7 separate regions of the Mus musculus genome follow, and regions 2, 3, 4, 5, 6 and 7 are each linked to region 1. The links are chromatin contacts, called in public HiCAR-type, HiChIP or PLAC-seq and promoter capture Hi-C maps. All regions are on one chromosome and are shown on one strand. The core of a region is the stretch at or near the end of the contact, and the rest is flanking DNA. Distances in the headings are between cores, read along the strand shown. Region 1 holds the start of Dph6 (diphthamine biosynthesis 6). Region 2 overlaps Meis2 (Meis homeobox 2). Region 3 overlaps Meis2 (Meis homeobox 2). Region 4 overlaps Meis2 (Meis homeobox 2). Region 5 has its middle 49 kb from the start of Gm31590. Region 6 has its middle 3.7 kb from the start of Gm52524. Region 7 overlaps BC052040 (cDNA sequence BC052040).

The links. Promoter capture Hi-C pulls out the DNA fragments that hold promoters and counts their contacts. HiCAR-type assays count read pairs that join an accessible place to other places. HiChIP or PLAC-seq counts read pairs in DNA pulled down with a chosen protein or histone mark.
Region 2: a contact with region 1 is called in a promoter capture Hi-C map of liver, with 5 times the contacts expected there. The contact joins the enhancer-like site here to the promoter of Dph6 in region 1. A contact is called at or near these places in 4 of 39 promoter capture datasets (cranial neural crest, liver, maxillary cranial neural crest and 1 more), 4 of 115 datasets of contacts at active chromatin or transcription factors (acute myeloid leukemia, cardiomyocytes, large pre-B cells and 1 more) and 1 of 9 other capture datasets (adipose tissue).
Region 3: a promoter capture Hi-C map of hippocampal neurons shows a contact between it and region 1, with 6 times the contacts expected there. The contact joins the enhancer-like site here to the promoter of Dph6 in region 1. A contact is called at or near these places in 4 of 39 promoter capture datasets (cranial neural crest, hippocampal neurons and liver) and 2 of 115 datasets of contacts at active chromatin or transcription factors (extraembryonic endoderm stem cells and stem cell-derived neural progenitor cells).
Region 4: a promoter capture Hi-C map of 3T3-L1-derived adipocytes shows a contact between it and region 1, with 5 times the contacts expected there. The contact joins the enhancer-like site here to the promoter of Dph6 in region 1. A contact is called at or near these places in 5 of 39 promoter capture datasets (3T3-L1-derived adipocytes, cranial neural crest, embryonic stem cells and 2 more) and 6 of 115 datasets of contacts at active chromatin or transcription factors (the NIH/3T3 cell line, cardiomyocytes, differentiating embryonic stem cells and 2 more).
Region 5: a contact with region 1 is called in a HiCAR-type map of kidney, with 4 times the contacts expected there. The contact joins the enhancer-like site here to the promoter of Dph6 in region 1. A contact is called at or near these places in 13 of 39 promoter capture datasets (the 3T3-L1 cell line, 3T3-L1-derived adipocytes, cranial neural crest and 7 more), 1 of 484 Hi-C or Micro-C datasets (cardiomyocytes) and 9 of 115 datasets of contacts at active chromatin or transcription factors (embryonic forebrain, embryonic limb bud, embryonic stem cells and 5 more).
Region 6: a contact with region 1 is called in an H3K27ac HiChIP or PLAC-seq map of the NIH/3T3 cell line, with 6 times the contacts expected there. The contact joins the enhancer-like site here to the promoter of Dph6 in region 1. A contact is called at or near these places in 6 of 39 promoter capture datasets (the 3T3-L1 cell line, 3T3-L1-derived adipocytes, hippocampal neurons and 2 more), 1 of 484 Hi-C or Micro-C datasets (adipose-derived mesenchymal stem cells) and 4 of 115 datasets of contacts at active chromatin or transcription factors (the NIH/3T3 cell line, embryonic stem cells, extraembryonic endoderm stem cells and 1 more).
Region 7: a contact with region 1 is called in a promoter capture Hi-C map of liver, with 5 times the contacts expected there. The contact joins the enhancer-like site here to the promoter of Dph6 in region 1. A contact is called at or near these places in 6 of 39 promoter capture datasets (the 3T3-L1 cell line, cranial neural crest, embryonic stem cells and 2 more) and 6 of 115 datasets of contacts at active chromatin or transcription factors (the NIH/3T3 cell line, acute myeloid leukemia, bone marrow-derived macrophages and 3 more).

The regions. Positions count from the first base shown.
Region 1 is chr2:114,653,561-114,656,542 of GRCm38.p6, forward strand. Dph6 (diphthamine biosynthesis 6) reads right to left here and starts at 1,404. Exons shown (of 9, transcript NM_025675.5): 1 at 1,271-1,404. The coding sequence starts at 1,293.
Region 2 is chr2:116,048,442-116,051,423 of GRCm38.p6, forward strand. It overlaps Meis2 (Meis homeobox 2), which reads right to left. Exons shown (of 12, transcript NM_001159568.1): 7 at 643-757. Among named protein-coding and RNA genes, the nearest start is that of Meis2, 15 kb to the right of the region's middle. Within about 2 kb of position 1,605, at least 24 of the 459 cell types and tissues checked have an H3K27ac peak or open chromatin away from gene starts, as enhancers often do. A contact at or near this core is called in adipose tissue and liver, where this site is marked.
Region 3 is chr2:116,007,923-116,010,904 of GRCm38.p6, forward strand. The region is part of intron 7 of Meis2 (Meis homeobox 2); the gene reads right to left. Among named protein-coding and RNA genes, the nearest start is that of Meis2, 56 kb to the right of the region's middle. Within about 2 kb of position 1,454, at least 69 of the 459 cell types and tissues checked have an H3K27ac peak or open chromatin away from gene starts, as enhancers often do. A contact at or near this core is called in extraembryonic endoderm stem cells, hippocampal neurons and stem cell-derived neural progenitor cells, where this site is marked.
Region 4 is chr2:115,969,040-115,972,021 of GRCm38.p6, forward strand. The region is part of intron 8 of Meis2 (Meis homeobox 2); the gene reads right to left. Among named protein-coding and RNA genes, the nearest start is that of Meis2, 95 kb to the right of the region's middle. Within about 2 kb of position 1,547, at least 54 of the 459 cell types and tissues checked have an H3K27ac peak or open chromatin away from gene starts, as enhancers often do. A contact at or near this core is called in 3T3-L1-derived adipocytes and the NIH/3T3 cell line, where this site is marked.
Region 5 is chr2:115,854,577-115,857,558 of GRCm38.p6, forward strand. No RefSeq gene overlaps it. Among named protein-coding and RNA genes, the nearest start is that of Gm31590, 49 kb to the left of the region's middle. Within about 2 kb of position 1,430, at least 48 of the 459 cell types and tissues checked have an H3K27ac peak or open chromatin away from gene starts, as enhancers often do. A contact at or near this core is called in embryonic forebrain, hippocampal neurons, kidney and 2 more, where this site is marked.
Region 6 is chr2:115,779,114-115,782,095 of GRCm38.p6, forward strand. No RefSeq gene overlaps it. Among named protein-coding and RNA genes, the nearest start is that of Gm52524, 3.7 kb to the left of the region's middle. Within about 2 kb of position 1,613, at least 73 of the 459 cell types and tissues checked have an H3K27ac peak or open chromatin away from gene starts, as enhancers often do. A contact at or near this core is called in the NIH/3T3 cell line and adipose-derived mesenchymal stem cells, where this site is marked.
Region 7 is chr2:115,756,375-115,759,356 of GRCm38.p6, forward strand. All of the region lies in intron 10 of BC052040 (cDNA sequence BC052040), which reads left to right. Among named protein-coding and RNA genes, the nearest start is that of Gm52524, 19 kb to the right of the region's middle. Within about 2 kb of position 1,542, at least 16 of the 459 cell types and tissues checked have an H3K27ac peak or open chromatin away from gene starts, as enhancers often do. A contact at or near this core is called in liver, where this site is marked.

The DNA.
Region 1 (2,982 bases), core at 154-2,653:
TGGCCATGTTATACACAATCATACACAGTACATGTATATTTATTTTGTGCATTCTTATTTCCTAATATACAGCTTTTAATTGTATAATTTCTCAAACAGCACCTCTAAATTCCTATCCACTGAGTGTTTTGAGGAACACACTCCACTGAGACTTTCTTCTCTCCAGTTTCACATGTTTTACTACCCTGCTGAGCTTCGGTAAACTAAGTTCCATGGCTGCCTTCCTGGCTCACATTTAATTTTTATCTCTCTTCACCAAATAATCGTGATGGTTAAAGTTTTATTCCCTTTATGTGTAAAATTTATTAAATTATGGTGGGTTTTCATTTCCTTAAAATGGCACAGAATCAACAGATCTGGCATTTTCCTGCCACTAGAGAAACTGGCTTACCTAGACTGTCACCCACTGTCAACTAGCATCAGTTACCTAGGGCATTAACAACAAATGTGTACGTGTGCTTCACTAGGCTAACAAAAAGAGACTGTAGCAATAAAGTGGAATTCACACTTTTTTGAGGTCTAAATCTCAAGAAACAATACACTTAAGGGTCTTAAACTAATATTGCTATGCCCCTTATCACTGCCAGGCACTGAAACAGATCAAGGATAGCTCTGCTTATCAGCTATAGTATCTGGGCTTTTAAGTAAGTTACTAGATTTCAAACTACTTTTGGAATATGACTTGGGTTGCCCAGGGTCAGTAAGGCAAATTTGTATCCAACGCACTCCAGAGCATCTAGAAAAACCTAGCTTATTTTCAACTCAACCAGGAGGAAATACATCTGTCAGTAGCTTGAGTTCCAACGGAGGTGTCTGACAACATAGGAGCAAAGCAATCTCAAACCATCTAGGGGATCCTACAGCTCTCCCGGCAAGCCAGAGATGTGAGAAGAGAGTGAGGTTGCAATCCTCCTTCCTGGAAAGGATCAAGACTGAGGAGAATTATAGAGGACAAAAACTGCTAACAAGTAAGTGAAGTTAACAGCGGCTCTCAAAGTTCAGAGCAAATAAAAGTCCAACAGGCGTGGTGACCATGCGCCCACGGAGGAGGAGGAGGACCCAGGAATTAGTGCTGTTTAGCTTTGCCAAGCTGCCAGAGAGGAGGCGCGTGGGGCCAGGGAGCCCGAGCAGATCGCCCCGCCTCTTCCGGTGGCCGTGGCGCCGGCCGGCCCACGCGGCGCCCCAAGAAGTGGCTCCGGATGTTTCTACAGTGGCCGCGTCAGGATATAGCCTTGCCCAAGAGTAAAGCGATGGCCCCAGTCCTCATTACCTGATCAGGGCCGCGACCCTCATTCTGGGCGCAGTGTGCGTGCGTACGTGCGTGCGTGCGGTAACCACAGACGCCAGGCCCGGGATCCCGCGGCGACTGGACCTACACGCGCGGTCCTCGACCTGGTGTCTGCTGCGCTGCCTGCCCTCGACCATGCCTACTGCCCCTTCAGCACCTTGCTGAACACCCGGGTGTAGAGGCTAGGTAGTCTCAGCATCTGTTCCCTGATACATGGATATATGGCTCAGAATTTACAAAAAGAAAAAAGTTTAGGCACAGCCTAACCACCTAAGTAAGGGCAGTGAAGCTGCCAAGGGAAGGGCATGGTCCTTGGTAAACCGCTTGAGGGTGCTGGGATTGTCTGGGTAGTAAATTCAAAGTCACAAGTTCTAAGATTTGAAACACTACCTTGGAAAGGGGATTTAGTCTCTCTCCTCTCTTCGTCAACTACAAGAAAGAAATCTTTTCGCCCTTCCTACCCCCCCTCCAAAAAAAAAAACCCACTAACCCCTGATCACTTTTAACTTCGAGGTTTGCATCTCTGCCCATTGAACCAGTGAGGCTACATGACCTCCGCCTCCTATACTGTGTTTTTGCATTTTCCCAATACAGAAACTGAAAAACTTGCACTCCAGAAAGCAAAACGAAAATCTAATTTAAAATACGTTTGCCAGTACTTAGTTATTTGAATGTACTAAGCACTCTTTGGAGCTCCTGGGATCAACTGGTGTACGATATAGACCACCATGCCTACCTACATCCATGAACAAGGAGTTTGTGTAGAGGTGTAGGAAGAAGAGAATTTAAAAAGAGAATTGTATGTTAAAGTGAAAAATACTGTACCAAAAGAGAGAGAAAGAGAGAGACAGAAAAAAAATGCAGAAATAGAGGGTACACGTGGCATTATTGGTGAGTTAAACTAACTTAAACATATACATCTTTGAATATTATTCATATGTAAAGAATGTATATATATATATATATATATATATATATATATATATTTTTTTTTTTTTTTTTTTTTGAGACAGGTTTTCTATGTGTAGCCCTGGCTGTCCTGGAACTCACTCTGTAGACCAGGCTGGCCTAGAACTCAGAAATCCACTTGCCTCTGCCTCCTGAGTGCTGGGATTAAAGGTGTGCGCCACCACTGCCTATGTATATACACATTATATACATGTAATACATATATATATATATATATATATATATATATATATGTGTGTGTGTGTGTGTGTATATGTGTGTGTGTGTGTATATATATATATATATATATATATATATGTATATATATACATATATATATCTCCAGTGAATGCCCAAACTCCCAAAATCCGTCTTCCCAATGTATCCATGTTGAATAAATCTCCCTTTCTGATTTCTACTTTCACCTGGCTTTTTTTTTTCCAGCCTGCTGGTTCTGGCCATATTTATTTCATACATGTGGGATACACTGTCACTGCCTTTAGACACAGCCTTAGACAGCATTGGATGCCCACTACAGATGGTTGTGAGCCACCATGTGGTTGCTGGGAATTGAACTCAGGACCTCTGGAAGAGCAGTCAGTGCTCTTTACCGCTAAGCCATCTCTCCAGCCCTTCACCTGGCTTTTAAAATTGTATTTTAATTAAAGACTGCTGGCAGGACATGAATTGGGCACAGGTTTTGAACTGAAGGTTTGATGACAAAAGAACAGGTAACTGGAGAAGAG
Region 2 (2,982 bases), core at 355-2,854, 1.4 Mb after region 1:
AGGGCCAACATGTAATTGCTCTCTGTTGTAAATGGCAAAAGTCATTACAAATTGCAGAAGACTTCCTGAACACCTGCAGCTATTCTCCTTGCCTTCTGAAATTCTATTTTTTTGTTTTGTTTTGGTTTTTTTGAATTGGGATAAAAGTCACTATTTTAGCTGTCTAGAAGCAGGGACAAACAACATCTGAAGAATTTTGAAATGCATCTTCTCAAAATAAAAATCTGTATAAATCTCAGATTTTTATATTTTTACATTCTTTTGATTCATGGTTGCTTTAATTATAAAGAACTCATAGTAAATATTTGAAGCAAATATCTTGTTTGCAATATAACTCAAACTTCTGGTTAGGTAGTTAGGCCTGTCTTTTCGATATACACCGAAGTAGTGTAGATAACCACATTTGTAAGAGGATTGGCAGAACTAATCAATTATTATTGTAACGTGGGCTTAAAGATTAAATAGCTCATTTTAACTCTTTAAATAACAAGAGGAAACCTGTCTTCCTATCAAAAGTTTAGTAATACTCCCTACACCTTCCTTAGCCCCTCTTCTGTCTACACAGACTGATACCATGAAATAAATGCTGAAGTTATTATCATCATGTCTACTTTTGTACAAGGAAAATTCTTAACCGCTTACCTTGCTCACTGCTGTTGTCTCCACTCTGGGAAGCATGGCCCCCACTGGAGGGTCCTGGGGTGCCTGCGGAGTGCGTTGAGGTTGCGTCATCGTGGTCTCGCCAGGATGAAGGGTTCTGATGTCAGGATGCCAAGGAATTTTCCCACAGTTACCATTTGAGCCAGAAATGAGGAGCCATGAAGACATACAGGCACAGAGGGAGGGAAAAAATGTACATATTAGTATTTTCAGAAGTGGCCACGGGCATGCTAATCTGTGCCTTCTTTTTCTGTTACATCAATATATGCATGACTGGCATATCTCTTCAAAGACACATCCTACAATACACAAAGTTACACCACAGTAAAGTTAACTTCTGAACTGAGGGAAAAACTGCCTTAAAATGTCTTTCTCAGCTTTTCTATGCATTTCTTCTGGTGTTCTCAGAAACAAAATTCGTCAGAACACGAGCCTCTACAGAATCCAATACTCCCTTCAAAAGAGTATGGGATCCACAAAGTTTGGTAGGACCTTACACCTTTGATTGTATTATCCTAAAATGGTCGGTCTGAACTCTCTAAATGTTATCAACAGGTAGATCGTACAGCCCACAGAAGCAATATTAGTCACGGCATCAGTATCTCATAAGCCACCAAAGCCTGTGATAATTTGCACAAATGGCAATTTCTAAAATGAAACTAACACGAGCTGCGTGCCACTTAGCAAGTGAGCTGAGACTTTCGCTTTAAGCGGCTGAGCTGTGACTTCTAGAGGAACTTCGATGGACAGACAGCGAGGCTAACCAGGAGGGACCCGCTCATGCTACCTTACAAACATATTCATCTCCTGTTTCCCCTCCCCTTTCCTGATCATTCCCAATATCCACGCCGTAGCTTAAAGGGAAACAGGAATTCTAATGTACAGGAAGGACTTTATCAGCACCACATGAAGGCAGGCCAGAGATGGAATTTCCTCTGGCAGACAGGGAGAACAGGCACCACACATGAAACCCAGCAGACTGGAGCCAAAGCTGTACACTTGTTACCCATGTGCTAGGACTTTGACTAAATCTATGGAGCTATAGGCAAGTGAACTCTTTAGGGTTGAGGTAGAGGGTACAGGGTAAAAATGTAAAGATATGGCAGTTCTTCAGAGAGCATCATTGCTTTTGACTAGAATTGGTAAGCAATAATTCAGAAGTATAAGCCACGTACAAACTATTTAGTTTGAAATATGAACACTACTTTTTCATAATACCAAGACATAGAACTTATTAGGAAGAAGAAGTCAGCCTGTTTTTTTTTTTCCTCAACACTAACTCTATACTGTACCTACAGCAGATACTGCTACCAAAATAAAGCCAGAAACCAAAGTAAGACAAATGGAGGAAATATTCTTACATGGAACAATAGCAACAGACAGATTGCAAATAACTATTTGTAATTTTTATAGATGTTGACATAATCCAGATCTTTGTGATCAACAATCTCAATGTGAAGTAGTGCTGTTGGAGGTGTCACCAGGCCAACCATGGACTCAAAGTCAAGACCCTGAGTAGAAATCGTGACTGTAAATACAGTTCAGGTTCAGATCTCTACAATAAAGATGTGATGGCAAAAGAGGATTAAGGAATTAGCTGGGCATGCCTATAATTGCAACACTCAAGAGACTCAGGCACGAGTTTGAGTCCGATCTAGACTACTCAGTGAGAACCTGTATCAAAAAGAAAGAAGGAAAGAAAGGGAGGGAAGAAGGCATGCAGGCAGAAGGAAGGAAGAGAGGGAGGGAGGGAGAGAGGGAGGGAGGGAGGGAGGGAGGGAGGGAGGGAGGAAGGAAGGAAGGAAGGAAGGAAGGAAGATTGGTTAGGAAATGAAAGTGAGTAGAATGTATTAGGCCATGTTATCTGCTGCTTTGCAGTCTCTTCATGTCAGATATTTACTGGATGGTGGTCAAATAAAAAGCTAGAATTGCGGAAGAGGATGTTGGGAGATGTCGTGTACTTTTCCCATAACAGCGTGGACAGCAAGATACTTCCCTTGAACTGAGCTTCCCAGTGCACACAGCCGATGATGTGAATTTTATGCACTTCGGGCTTTTTATGAAGCTGGCTGCCATAAAAGCTCCTTACCCCTCATGAAAATTACAATAATTAACCACTAACACCTCAACTGTGTTTTAAGGCAAATGTCATCCAAAACTATTATATAACTGTTCGGATGGAGCTGGGACAGGTCTTTCTATTTAAGCTCTGGCATGATGGGAAGGGTTCTTGCATAAGCAATTCCTGAAACTCAAAAAACACAAGTGTGTTCTTACCAGCTAGACCTGGGCAGAACTTTAAAGTCAAGCCTCATCAATTTA
Region 3 (2,982 bases), core at 204-2,703, 1.4 Mb after region 1:
CCCACTCCAACTTTCTACTCTTTGCTAGCAAGTTCCTATTCAGCCTCCAAGCCCTAGCGAAAGAGGGGTCTCTTTTTTAGAGGTGCTCCTAAGTCCTGTCCCAGAGCTGGGGTTCTGTGTTCTTGACTTAATCGGCAGTTTCTTCTTACTTCTGTTTTCAGTTCTCTTCTCACAAAGGTAGTGTCTGAGAAGGAGCCTCTGCTCTACTCTCTTCTTGCCCCAAGCACTAGCAGCAAAACCCACCAGATCTGAGATGAGGACACCCTGTTTGAAAGAATAACGCTCATGAAAGGGTTTCAGTGACCCTGGGGCTCCCCACTCCACTGTCCTTGCCCTGGTGGGGTACTGGTTCAGTGTACATTTATGCTTGGTCCTTCCTAGAGAGTGTGTGTGCTAGGACACATGACATGGATTGTCTATAGGGAAGATGGTGCCCCCCCCCCACCTCACACCTGCCCCCATTCCAATGGAAAGAGAGGTGCTAGCAGCAAGGGAGGCACATCACTGTGGGGTAATAGAGCAGTGTGGCTAAAAAGTAAGTACCCCGAAGCCCTGTGAATGCCACACGGGATTTTGTAGACTGTAGAATGTTCTTTCCTTTCTTGACTCCTTTTCCCTCTCAATATAGTAGTTAGAAAACAGGATTAAAATGTACTAACAGTCCAAAGATATTTTCCTGCCGGTTGGGGGGGGGGGGTGGTCTTTCTAGGAGTTTAATTTAGGGCCTCCCACTGAGAAAACAGTACCAAGATTTCAAATAAGAAGGAAGAAGAGGAGGGGAAGTTTTCTCCGTCTGTCTCGGAATATAGCCTTGCAAAAGCTGCTCTCCAAGAACTATCAGCAAAGTCAACGTTATTCCACAAGCAATTTATTATTATTATTTTTCTTCACATCAGGACAGTTGGGGGTGGTGAGTACACCCAGAAATTCAGGGAAAGCCAGGGCAGCAGCGAGAGACTGATCACTGATCTCTCTTACTCTCCTGCTGGGCTTAACCGGCTGGACATGTTCAAGTGAACATTTTCTGTGATTTTTTTTTTCAAGTGACTAGTTCACGGTCCACCAGCAAGGAGGGAAGCAGAAGGGAATGAACGCTTTCGTTTACATGCAACATTTACTAACTGTGTGGGTTTTCCGACATTAAAGAGGGGACAGTGACCCAGGCCACCTTTTTCACACTCAAAAGAGCACTGAAAAAACAAGCCTTCATAGGCTTACCTCGGCTTCCCTGGTCCTGAACACCCTCCCCTCCCGCCTCCCCCCTTTGGGGGGGACAAACAGAAAGGGAAAGAAAGAGAGGGGATTTTATGGTCCTTTCTCTTCAACTTCTCAGGCGGTATAAGCAGCATTTAGCAAATTCAGCCCCAAATGGCTCGAGAAGCTCCGAGCCGCGGGGGCGCAGGCTTTGTTGTCCTCTCTCTATTTACACAGGATTTACGCAGGCTCTCCACTGTAGAGAGCCAAAGCACTTCCATTCACCCCGCTGGCTCGCTCCGGATTGTGACTGTGGCAGCATGGCTCAGGCCAGACGTGGGGGCACAGGATGAGACCCCCGGGTCTACGGTCTGCTCGGGAGACATCCTGAGATACTCTAGCTGGTGAGGGCAGCTGCAGAGTGGACAGATCTACAGAGATGGCTCAACTTCCCAGAGGAAAGGGCAGGTCCCTGCAAGGTCTATGCAAATGCTTGTCCAGAGACAAATAGCACACACTTTAAAATATGCATCTATAGGATAGAATGAGAAATGGTGGGTGAGGGAAAAAAAATCAGACTGCAGCTTGGATGAAAACCACTTCACCCACTGGTTGGAAAAATAAAGTGTAAAAACAGACAGATGGACACATATGTAAATGTGGCTGTGTTTTAGGCTTTAGCTGGCAACGTGAGTGTCGGAGTATAGTTTTGCATGCCTGTATTTTCCATAGCATGTTGAATCCTGTTAGCTGTTGAACAGAAACATCCTCGTACTGGTCCTTGACCAAATCAGTCCCCTCAATTTACCCGCTAGGAGCCATAAAAGGGCTTTGTTTATTGACTGAAACTCCTAATCCTTTATAGCAGAAGTGAAGGGAAGCTGGCAAGATGTTTGGTCTATTCTCCACTTCATTTGGTTATTCTCATTTGAAGTATATATATATATATATATTTCATTCATTCTTCTCTGAAATATATAGATATGGGGTGCATGTGTGTGTGTGTGTGAGAGAATGTGTATGTGTGTGTGTGCATGCGCCTGTGTGCGCTCATATAGACAGCTCAGTTACGAATGTTAGACTAACTTAAGAGAGAATGTTTATTCTCCTAAGTCTCCCACAGAAAGCTTTAGAGAGTACTGGCTGAATCCAGTGGGATGCATGCTCCTCTGCCATTACAGCTCAGCAGAATCTCTGTGGTGTAGGCTAAAAGCATGGACTTGTTGTGTTACCTGATAAGTACATAGGAATGTACCAAGAACCTTCCCAGACTTATTCACAGTACATCACAATAAAGCCCTTCTGGGCACTCTAATGCTTCATTTTTAGTGACCTCTCAAATGCCCTTTTCCACAGTTAACTCTCAGCTTTTATTAAGGTAGGGAGCAGGGACAAATGTCCACTCAGGTCCCAGCTCTCGAATTTGACTCTCCTTGCGCTGCACTACCTTCGTCTGAAGCTGCTTTAATGTCTGCCTGGCTTCCCCAGCGTGGCATTTCAGCTAACTGAGTTCACAATCTTTCAGCCCTAAACGCAGAGGCTGCTATCTTCCAGTCATCCTAGGAATGTGCCAGATACCATCTCCCTTCTGTGATACAAAGAGCCAGAGCAAGGGACCCACAGAGGACCAAGCTGATCAAGTTACCACCAGCCCAGAATGCCCCTCACCGAGGTTAATCTTTGAACTGGTAAATGTTATAATTAGGAGCCTTGAAGTTGAGCTGGGACTGACCATTGAAAAAGACCCCAGAAGGGAAAGTATGAATGGATCTCGTCTCCTTCACCTGA
Region 4 (2,982 bases), core at 297-2,796, 1.3 Mb after region 1:
GGACTCTAAAATCTTTGTGTTTGTCACTGTTGCTCAAATACAAGGCTAATAATTCTTCCAGTCTGATAAAAAGACCATTCAATAAATTTTCTGTCTTACTGCTAATAATTTTAGACTTCACTATAGGTTAACAAATTAAATGTATTTCTTTTACATTTCTGAGAGAAGGAAGGCGGATGTAAACACAAACAAACAATCAGCAACAAAGCAAAAGAATGCCACGGTAGGGCCGTATACTTCGGATGTCACCTGAGGCAGAACAGCAGCAGGGGTCGGTTGGAACCGGTTTCACAAGAGTGTCAATCAGACATTTCCTGCCCTAAGATGTGTTCTGAACTTGGAAACTTCCCCTCTTTCCAAATTCTTTTCTGTAATAGTGTTTCTACAGTAGCCTTGCCTACAGGCTCAATGGCTCTGTACTCTCAAATTCCTATGATAAAATCCCAATCATCAATGGGAAGGTGTGGGAAAGGCAGCCTTTGACAAGTGACTCGATGGATGGAATTTGTATCCTTAAGACTTGTGAGAGCTTTCTTACCCTCCCACCTCGTGAGACAGTAGGAGTGAAGTGGGTTCCTGAAATACACTGAATATTTCTGTGCCAGGGTCTTAGACTCCTCCATTCTCAAACTGTGAGGAAGGCAACCCCACTGTTTTTAAGCATACAGTGTATGTAGGACCAAACAAACCAAGACAGAACTTGACAAGCAAGCGAGGTTTTCTTTGTAGTTAACTTTGGAAACACTACACCAGTCCTTGGGTCTCTAGAGCTACTATATCCCTTAAATTGTTATTCATGCCTAGCAGTTTCTCCTCAGCACCTCCAGAGCTTAAACTAGAGGGGAAAAGATCTGTATCGATGTTGTAAGGCACAGGTTCTCCACCTTCCTAATGCTGCAACCCTTTAGTACAATTCCTCATGTGGCAGTGACCTCCAACCATAAAATTATTTTGCTACTACTTCATAAGTATAACTTTGCTACTGATATGAAATCATAGTGTAAATAAATATCTGATATATATGGTATCTGATCACAATCTACAGGTTGAGAACCTCTGGCTCACAGTGCTCAGAAAACAACCACCTCTCATTCTCAGCTGCTGCCATCTTGAATACAGTCAAGGATTCCAGCTGTAAACCTCAGCTATGATGTTCAGGTACAAAACAGGCCAGGAAGGTCTGAGCCTTCATTGCTGTAGTCATTGCCAGCTGATTCGCTAAGGGCGCTAAAATGATCTGTCAGAGGTTGAGAAATTCACAGGCTCAGAATAATAGAGCTAGAAATGGCCTGGGTAGATGATTCCCTTGGGCAAGCGTGTGTGTCCAAGAGGCCCCACACGTTCAGTGTTTAGTTGCTTGTTCTTTATACGTGTGTGCCCACACCTCTGCCTCCAGGCCTGTCACTAGCACTTTGAGAACACTCCCAGGAAAGACAAATCCTAGATTCCATCAGAAAAAAAACAAAAACAAAAAAACCCAACGTACAGGATTAGTGGATTTTGAGTCACAGAGCCCATGTGTGACTCACAGGGACAAGACCGAGAGCCTGAAGCAGAGGAAAAGCCTGCATCGCCTCTGGTAGATTTTACTCTGTGCTCACAAAGACCTCGGGGAAAGAATCCAAGAAAATCATGGTAAAAGGTTGGCTGCCAAAAGCTGGCTTTGTTTCCTTCTTCAACATAATTATTCATAAGTACACTGTTAGAGGGTGCAAGGCCTCTTCAGGATTTCATCTCCAGCCTCTGTTGGGCAAAGTGGGCTGAAAGCTGAGGGGCCAGGTCAAGGACATTTTCAGGAGAAGCAGTCCATGACAAAAGAGGAAGAAGGTGAGAGGTGTGGACATCAGGCTCCTCAGTTGACTAGACTTAGAAGAAACTGGGCCAAAGAATGAGATATAAGAAGAGCCTGAACCTTTGGGTGGGGATGGAAGAAGTTGGCTGTGGACTTCCCTGCTAAGTTCCCTTTACCCAGGTGCTGTACCCTCAACCCCTTCCAAGTCACCATCTAGGCCACCATGAACTGCTAAGAAAAACTTGACTCCATAGCATTTCAAAGGCATGGCAAGGTAGTACTCTGCACACAAGTGACTGAATCTATTATATGCCTTTCAAAGATAGGGATTTTTATAAAGCACTTGTGGGTCCTCTAGAGAAATTACATAACCTTCCCTAGTTTCTGAGTGTTTCTCCGTAAAATTTTTAAATGAGTAAATTTTGTCTGTATATTAGATATTTTTTATTACTTTGTTAATGTTTTTGCCTTTAGTTAGTGTTTTGAACACCGAGTTTTTAAATTTATTTTTTTATTCATTCATTGTTATGTGTGTTTTGCCTGCATAACTACATTTGTTTTTGTACCGTGTGCATGCAGTGCCCTCAAGGCCAGAAGACACATGCAAGATTGTCTGGAACGGGAGTTACTGGTGATTGTGAGTCACCACATGAATGCTGGGAATTGAACTGAGGTCCTCTAGAAGAGCTGCCAGTGCTTTTACCACTGAGCAATCTCTCCATCTCCAAACACTGAGTTTTGATACTGTCTTCCCCATATGACTCAGTCACATTGTTAAATGTTGAGGGAGCACTTATAAAGAAGTCTCACATTAAGCCATGGCCTAGCAGTCTGCTCCACTAAGGACACCAAAGCTTGACCCACTGTATCTATCTAATTAAATTTCATCTAACATAAATAGTTACACATTTTTATTATCCTGGGAAATTTGAGATGCTATCTTACATAACTTTCAAGGGTACTTTTCTTCCTCATCACAGCCTGACTTCTGGTTATAAATCATATCGCACCATCATTTTTACATTACCATGTAGCCTCTTTCCCCATAGAGGTCTACTAACTATATATCTCCCTGAATCCCTCAGGCCAGTGCCAACGAGAATTTTTTCCTCCAGTATTCTCCTGATAAGTGACATGGGTCAGCTAGACACGGAACAGATCATAGTTGACCTGAGAAAACTGTAAGCTTG
Region 5 (2,982 bases), core at 180-2,679, 1.2 Mb after region 1:
GCTGCACTTAGCCATCCCTATTCTGCCCAAAAGATCTGGGTTAACTCCCACCACTGCCTTTTCCTAGAAGCGCCCCTTTCTGTGGGGTCCCAGGGTGCCTGACCCAGACCTCCAACATCCACAAACGAGGGTGGGGATCTGAGATGTGAAAGTGGAATCTGCAGAAGAGCCAGGGTAGAGAATGGATTGCGCAATCCAAGAATTAGAAGCACTGGGGAGGAAAGACACACCTTTTCCAAATGCACCGTTCTTTCCTTCCCCAGAGCCTCGTTCCTCAGAATTGCTCTCAGAAAAACCCGCAATCTGATTCTTTAAAATAAAAACCAAAAACTCCCTGAGAAGCCAAAGTCGTTCCGCGTGGTAGATTGCCATGTCTGATGTGGGGGGTCCAACTGCGGCGGGGAGACCCTTCTGACACGGCTGCTTTGTCAGCGTCTTCTCCCAGAGGCAGAGGCGATGGAGATGGGTCGCGTTACCTGCTTGCTTGCGCCTTCTACCCTGTGCAGAAATCCCAGGAGAGAGTAATCTGGACGCTAGAAGTACGCCGCTGTGCACCAAACCCCAACTCTCTGAAACCAAACGGCGCACCTTGCGGTGCAGAGAGATGAAGTGCTTACACTCCGGAGGCGGCAGGATATTGGGGTGCGCTTCAGCCGCTCTGTCCGCGTTCAGCAAAAGCAAGAAAACAGGGTCAGGGAAGAAAAACACAGGCATGGAAAAGACCTGTTTGTGTATGGATACTGTGACAACTAAGACAGACAGACAGACAGACAGACACACACACACACACACACACACACACACACACACACACACACACACATTTTGAATGCTCTGGGATCCCAAAGATGTGTGCAAAAGGAATTACCTCAAATTGAGAACTGCTTAAATTCCAAAAGCGATTCCTGTAGACTTTTATAAACCTGTGAAATCCCCCCCCCCGGAGTTTGCTTTTACAAGTACAAGAAATATTATTTGGCATTTCTTGTTGCCCCTCATCAGATATCTATTTTTTAATAGCAATAATAATAAAAAGCCTTCAGGGTTGTCCATTAAAATATATCTTTGGAAGTTAAATCTGCAAGGGGGGAAAAAGCAAACTTGATCAAACCCCTACAGAATAAGGAGATTAGAAAACGAATCCTTTTGCTTAGGCATTTGGTCGTTTATTCCCCGAGGCCAAGTGAAAGGTGTGAGTACTTTCCTGTTTTATTATTATTTTTAAAATTTATTCATTTAAATGTTCAGCCATGACAAGCTATTCCCTCGCTGCAGCGGACGAGGGTGAGAGTAGTGGAAAGGGTAGGTGGAGAAGGGTGGGGGGCGCAGAAAAACACCGTTGGCTTCGCGGGGGGCTGTCCCGCCGCGGTCTGCCCTGAAGGCCAGCAGGGGGCGCTCTGATGTTATCTGTGGACCAGCCCGCGGAGCCGCTCAGAGCTCGGTGACACAGGCTTGGCGGTTTCACGCAGCTGCAAGAGGAAGGGGAGGAGGATCGTACCTCCTAAACCCTCAACAACGATTCCACTCGGCTTATTTACCTTCGGCTGGAAATGTATCTACGTTTCACTTCAACTAGTTTAGTGCTGCAGCTCCGACCTCTTTTCATCTGTGTCTTTACAGAGCACATATAATCACACCCTCTTGAAATATATATTAATGCAACTTATTAGAAACGACGATGAATAGTCAACATTTTTTTCGCCTGTTAGTTCCGCTGATCCAAGCAGGATTTATTTGCAGGTCTCACATCCCGAAGTCATAATGCGCCCCCATCCCACCCCCCACCCCCCTTAAATAAAATTGGTCAAATGTTGACAACCTGTAAGACAACCTACCACTCAAGATTAGTGATGGGAAACTAATGAGAAAATATCAGATCGCCCGGCCCGAGGGCTGCCAATTAAATCTTCGCTGATTGAAAAATAAAAGCGGACTTGGGGTGTGAGCCCAGCTCAACTTGAACTATTAATTTAACATGTTGCCGGTCCGTGCCTTCCCTCACTCCACTAGCGCCTCCCCCCTCCCCCCACCCCATCCCTCAACCTAAAAGCCAAATGTTATTTCTCGAAATATTTCAAGAGGTCCAAATCAGAATGATCATTTCTTACACGGTAAATATTAGCCCTTTAAGCAATATGATTTAACTAATTAGAAAATTTACATCATTAAGTCTCAGGGAGAGAAAAAAGAGAAACAGATCTGCCAATCATTTTAAAGGAGACAGGCACTATTGAAGTGTGAAGAAATCGGCTCTAATTCAAAAAGGCAATCGGGCAGAAAAAGCCCTCAACATTACCCTGCTAGTTATTAATCAGAAAGGGCCCTCTCTTCTCCCTGCGCCCCTCCCCTCTGGGCACTGAGTTTAAGTTCTTTTTTCTTTTTCTTTCTTTCTTTTTTCTTTTCTTTTTTCTTTTTCTTTTTTTTTTCTTTTTTTTTTTTTTGCCAGTGGCCCATGTCATATTTATATTGAGGTTTTGTCTGCTAAGGATTAAAATTTGAAAATGTTTCAATATGAAGAAAACAAAATCCTCAAAAGGAAAAAAAATTCTTCGTGTACTGGTAAATTTGTTGTAATGCACAATTCTCACACTCCTCCTTATTTTTATTCTTTCTTCCCATTAAGTTCTATTTTGAAACCTGCTCGGTGAGAACTAGATAGTCTTTGTGTTCTGCTCCCCTCCCCCTCCTTGTACCTCCTCCTTCCTACAAAGCAGAAACCTAGACTGAAAGCAGAAAAGTACAAATACATTAACAAAGCCTGACTCCCTTGATAAAAAAGGCCACGGTCTAGGCTTACAGTCAGGAGTCTACAGAAATGGGAATCTGTCCGGTGGGTCTGCAGACAATAGGACACATTGAGTATCCCCCACCTATATATAGGAGTCCATACAGTGTGTAGTTAGAGAAGAAAAGAAGACAGGTAGGTGAGAATAATTTTAAAGTGCACTGTGTGTGAGTGTGTGAGTGTGTGTGTGTGTGTGT
Region 6 (2,982 bases), core at 363-2,862, 1.1 Mb after region 1:
ATAGTGCTTTTGCAGAGGATCCAGGTTCAAATCCCAGCACCCAAATCTCAGCTCCAGGGGATCCGTGTCCTCCATGGCCACCACGCATGTACATACTACACATACATACATGCAGGCAAAACACAGAATAAATGTCTTAAAAATACCTGCGCAATATCTCTCTACATTGCTTGCCTGCTTATTTTTGTAGTATAGGCAATCCAAGCATCAGCCCTGGATAGCAGTCCTGCGATAGCTTACTTTTGTGTGTGTCATCATTAGAGCATTAATATTAAAGCCAAATTCTTTAATATCTTTATGGACCATTTTGCACACTGTGATGATGAGTGCACCAAGTCAGGATGCAGGAATATGAGTGGAACATAACTCTAAAGAGTGTTCCCTCTGTCACAGAGACTTGCCACACACCTGTACCCTCAGACACACCAGACCCCTTTGCAGAGTGGAGACGGATGGACTCCAAACACGTCCATCTGATCCACCTGATGTTCATGGTGACTGTGCGACTCCTCTCTGTCAGTCTCTCCCCTTCCTTAAAAAAACATAAACAATTGGCAATCTTTTCTTTTACCTTCCAGTAAGGTGTGTGTCAACCTTTTTTACACATGAGAAAGTTCAGAGTTCTGAAGTTCACCTCTTAACAGAAGTATTCATTTTAAGTATAAGCCCTCATCACCCCATGCAAGGCTTAACACCACTCTGAAAAAAAAAAATGATGAATTATTGGTCTTTGGGGATTGCATTAACTCCTGAGAGTCACCAGGGAGGACGCTGCGTAGAGTCCTGATGAGGTAGTCTAAATAGTCCCCTGGCTGGCGATGCTAATTAACACCCAGCACCCAAGTGAACAGTTAGCTCACTGACTCTCCCTGGGACCTGCGCCTATTGTTTACTTTCTACACTGGAACCAAGATACCTGGTCTTTGCTCCTTTGAGCCTGTTTCAGACCTGGAGTTTCAATTAAATGAAATCTAAAGAACGATGTGTGTTTGTTCTCTTCCTGCTTCTTCCTGGTCATCTTCCCTTTGATTCACCTCAAATTTCCTTCCATGTGGCTATGCCTTCCTCTTCATTGTTTCTTTGTAGACCATGATCCCAGAAGCAAGATACATCTTCTCTAGACCCTTGGGAGGTCACAACTGACTAATCTCTTCAAGTAAAAGCAAAACTCATGCACTTCACCAGCCACAACACCAGAGTGCATGTCACCCGTGCCTATAGGATCGTCCTGTGTGCTTAACTTAAAAATATTTCATACAAGATTCATGCCTTAGGTAAATGTCTTGGCAAAAGGAGGCAACAAAGCTGGACACGGTAGCAAACGTCATCCCTACCCTCAAGAAGCAGGGACAGTCTGGTTTACATAGAAGTTTCTAGGCCAGCCAAAGCTACAGTATGAGCCTCTGTCTCAGGGGGGAAACACACACACACACAAAAGAAGCCAAGACCTGGAAGGTTTTATAGAGTCTTTCAGCTCATGTGATTGTGTTCAGCTGATCAGAGTTATGAATTAAAACAGTAAACTTTCTGTCTGGCTTAGTGAGTCACTCTGCTGGATTATTTTGAGAGCAGCTGGCCATTACCCATGACTGAGAGGAGACTGCTTCATAGAATAAGTATTTGATGACAAGGATGGGAGGAGACGCCCTCCCTGTGGGCACATTCTTGACTAGGGTTAAAGAACAAACCGAGAGGGAACTTACCAGGCAAACAATGGAAATGTGCCTGCAGTGTCACCAAAGCGCAAGTTGCCTATCTCAACCTGAGTCACTCGTAAGGAGGGGTCATGAGTGACATGGTTGGGCCTATCTAACATCTCACTGCCCTTCCTTTCTGGAGGAACCCAATCTCAAGCTATTTTATAAAGAAAATGCGTGGCTCTAAAGGTTAAATAAGGAAAGATGGGATTATGAATTAAATAATAACCAGAAGAGCCAGGGTTCCCCTCGAGTTTTGTGCTTTCCTGCTATTGTTTTGAATATGGGTGTGAGACAAAGAACTGCTCAGGTCAGGCACCATAAATTACAGTTTTCATACAATAGTGATCCACGAAAATGATTTCAAAGCTTGATCAAAGTCATTCCAAAAAGCCTTTTAAAAAACTTTTCTACAATACATGGGGGACAGGAAGTTTTCACGTGATGCCTTGACTCATTTCAGTGAGTGTAACAGAGTTCAAGCTGGGTGCCATGCCTACTTTATAAAAAACACAAATCATTGATTAGGTGAGTACAACTTGTGCTGGGTGCTTCCGGTGTGAGGACAAAGATGGCAGGGTTCAATCTAGTTACCTACAACCACTAAGCATTTAGAGTCACTTAGAAAGAAAAGATACATATAACAGGTTTTTTTTTTTCCCTTGAGCATAACTTGCCCACACTTATGTCCACAAGGTATTTGCTAAACCGGATTTACTCCCTACACTCAAGATGATATAACAGGGCTTAGTTTGGTATTTCAATAAGGCAACAGATGTGTTTCTTTTTCATTCCTTTTCCCTCTCGAACTTCTGAGCTGTCTCATGCCATAGAGGAGGATGAAGAGAACTAGGCTCTCGGGAGCAAAGTGGAGAGAGTCCGCAGCTCAACCATTCGTGCACTGAAGGTAGACCAGGGTAGCCATGTCAAGTGCAACTGACCACCCTACACTACGTGGTCAGACCATCTTCACTCTTAAAAGAAGGTCATTTTGAAATGCCACCATGAAATATAACCACATCAATAGCGTAATAACAGTAGAAGTTTAGTGTTTAATTGAGGGCCAAACATGAAAGCAGTGACCATTAACCTAAAATGGCTATGAATTCTCCTGGAAGCTGCTGCTGTTTAAAGAGATTTCTAGAATTACTTAAACTGATCCTTTTTCACATCCAAAGAAAATTCATTCATTCAAAGAAAATTCATTCATTCAGAAATAACCTAGTATGTCTGTGTAGACTTTCTGTTTTCTTTTTTTCTTTTTTTCTTTCTTTTTTTTTTTTTT
Region 7 (2,982 bases), core at 292-2,791, 1.1 Mb after region 1:
AAATCGAGGAAGCTTTTGCCACGGTAGTATTCTTCAGCTTTTCAATGGTTTATCTTTAGTTTTAATTATGCATATATCTGTAGGTGTTGTTGGGGGTTGTGCTCATGAGCTTGGTGCTAGTGGAAGCCAGGGGAGGACACCTGATCCCCTGGAGCTGGAGTTAACAACTATTTGTGAATGCCTCAAAGTCAGTACTGGAAACCAAACATAAGCCCACTGCGCTCTAACCACTGAGCCATCTATCTCTACAGCCCCATAAACTACATCCATTTTTATTGTTGAATTAATAATATCAACCCTAAAAATATTAACCCTATCAAATTAAGTGCAGTTTAATAAAGGAAAACAAGCCCCTGTGTTAACCAATTCTCACACTATAAGGAAGTTTACATATCATCATACCATTACTATGAAAGGCTTTTCTGTACACACAGTGATCTTCCTCTTCTTGCAGATACCACTTCTGTCCTCGCTGAAATGTCAAGGTCCCAGAGTGGCAGCGGCCACCTAAAGACATTAGAATTGAGAGGCTACAAAATTGGCACAGGGATGGTTGGTACCTGCCCAAGGCGGATCCATTCTAGAGCCAGTATGTAATCGTCAGTGACATGAAAGAACTGTCCTCCCAAATGGCACCTGTTAGCCTGCTTCAGTCAAACTAATGCTTGGTCCATAAATAAGCCTAAAAGGCATTATGAATGTGTCGGGAGCACTGGGTGATTGATCTGTGCAGCGTCTATCATGAAAATAGACCAAAGGCACCAAGATTGCTTCCCTGTGGAAATCATGGTGGTAAATTGCCCTTCGTGTCCCTGTTCCAGGCCTTGCTGATCAAATTGTGGATGTAACAACTTCACAGACTGAACTTTCAGTCTCTTGAGATCTTCGGTGTCTTTCCTCAGAGTGGAAATACAACTGTGCCTTGCTCTGCCGTGGGGCCTCATGAATGGGCTCCCACAGGGATGGCTCTGCTGTCAGCCTTTCCCAACCCTGACTTCTAAGGCTTGCCACTGTTCAAAAGTCCAGCTGGAAATGCTTTTGTGTTAGCTTGAAAGGGAAGATAGGAGTGCCAGTGTTGGGACATAACCTGCCATTAAGGTTGAGGTGACAGATTTAAGCTAACGGAAAAATCTTAGACCTATTTTCCTGTGAAGGTTTGCTAGCAAAGTCCTTGGGCAGTTTTTAACCCACCTAGCCTCCCCTGTGTGTGTCACAAGGTTCAAAACCCAGCTAGACTGCGTACACCAGGTAGGCAGAGGTACCCCGTGTTACTTTCCTGTCTCTCCTTCTCTGTCCAACAATATTTAGCCGTGTACCAACAAGTCACAGGTACTGAAGGCAACCGAGCAGGGTAGAGGAAGTTTCTCTGCCTTCAGTATTAAATTTTATGCTATTAAGTTTCACAAGTTGGACAAAGACTTCATCTGCGCCAACAACCACACAAAAAGCAAAGGTCTTTTGTGAGCACAAGACACTCACGGGTTCCTTCTGATATCACCCTGCATTGGCCTCAGCCCAGACTGTTAGTTCAAACCCTAAAAATAAACACCTATTAATCAGCTAAAGGCAACATGGGTGGATCAGTCCTCCGACTGAAGGCCCACATCCACCCTCGGCCAGTGGCTCATCTGGTCACCTAGAATGAAGCAGGAGGCGGCCACAAATGTCTCTGGGAGAAAAAAAAAAAAAGAGGGTCTTAAGCTTAATGAAATGTTTAAAGTAGCCCTGCAACTCCTCTCCACGATGACTGTGGCTTTTCTCTTGGTGAAATCAAAGCCCCTGCTGCTTCCTGGGCTCCATCCCGGAGCCAGCTGGTGAGGGGAAAGCTGCAGTTCCCCTCAGAGTCCAGGGCCGGCTCTGCCTTACCTGACTTTTAATCAAAAACCAATCAGAAGGGAACTCACGCCTGGAAGTCCTTATCATCATAAAATTCAGCTAATGACTCCTTGTGAAGTTCAATAAAGTTGCCGTGTACTTCACTAAAGGAAACTGTTCCCTGGTCACCTTGTGCCCACTGACTTCTCAAAGAATACAAATCAGAGGAACCCCGTGGAGCCGTGGGGGAAGTGTTTATATAGACATGGCTTTGTCTCAACCACTCAGGAAAGGTGAGCTTGCAAGTCGAGTTTGCAGAATTTTTTTCTTTTCTTTTCTTTTTTCTTTTTCTTTTTCTTTTTTTTCTTGAATGGCAATCCCTTTTTTTTCTGTATGTGGTGGGAGGGAGGAGGGGACCGTTTGTTTTAGTGTACACATTTCTTTAATGTGTTTACCCCCAAATAAGTGAGCTGCAGTAGATACTTTGGCCCCACACAAAGTAAATATTTAACTCAGGGATTGCACACAGAAACAAGCCTGGAGTGTTTGGGTTTAAGCAGGAGGATTGCCCTTGGGCAGAACGGGCTGCCAATGTGCCTCTTATAGTTGATGCTCTCCTTGGCCCTCAGAGCAGCTTCCTCTGAGGTGTCAGTCCTTCACCCTCATCAACCCTGCTCGCTCACACCCCGCCCGACCCATGTTTTCTGAATGATCACTGTCTTGCTCTCGTGTGAATCTTCTTGATCCATCCACATCTGTATCTCTACACATCTGCAGTCTCTTCCCTTTCTTATTTCTCCTCACCTTAGACTTCAAGACTGTCCCTGAAAACCACCACCCCTCTGCTCAGAGCCCTCTCTGGCCTTCCCAGATAGAGTCTCTGCAAGCCATAGCACAGCTGTCTTAAATCTGTCTCCTTCTTTTGGTTTTTTGTTTTTTGTTTGTTTGGTTGGTTGGTTGTTTGGTTGGTTGGTTGGTTGGTTGGTTGGTTGGTTGGTTGGTTGGTTGGTTGGTTTTTCGAGACAGGGTTTCTCTGTGTAGCCCTGGCTGTCCTGGAACTCACTCTGTAGACCAGGCTGGCCTCAAACTCAGAAATCCACCTACCTCTGCCTCCCAAGTGCTGGAATTAAGGGCACCACCAAGTTGAACCTGCCCATACTGCTGGGA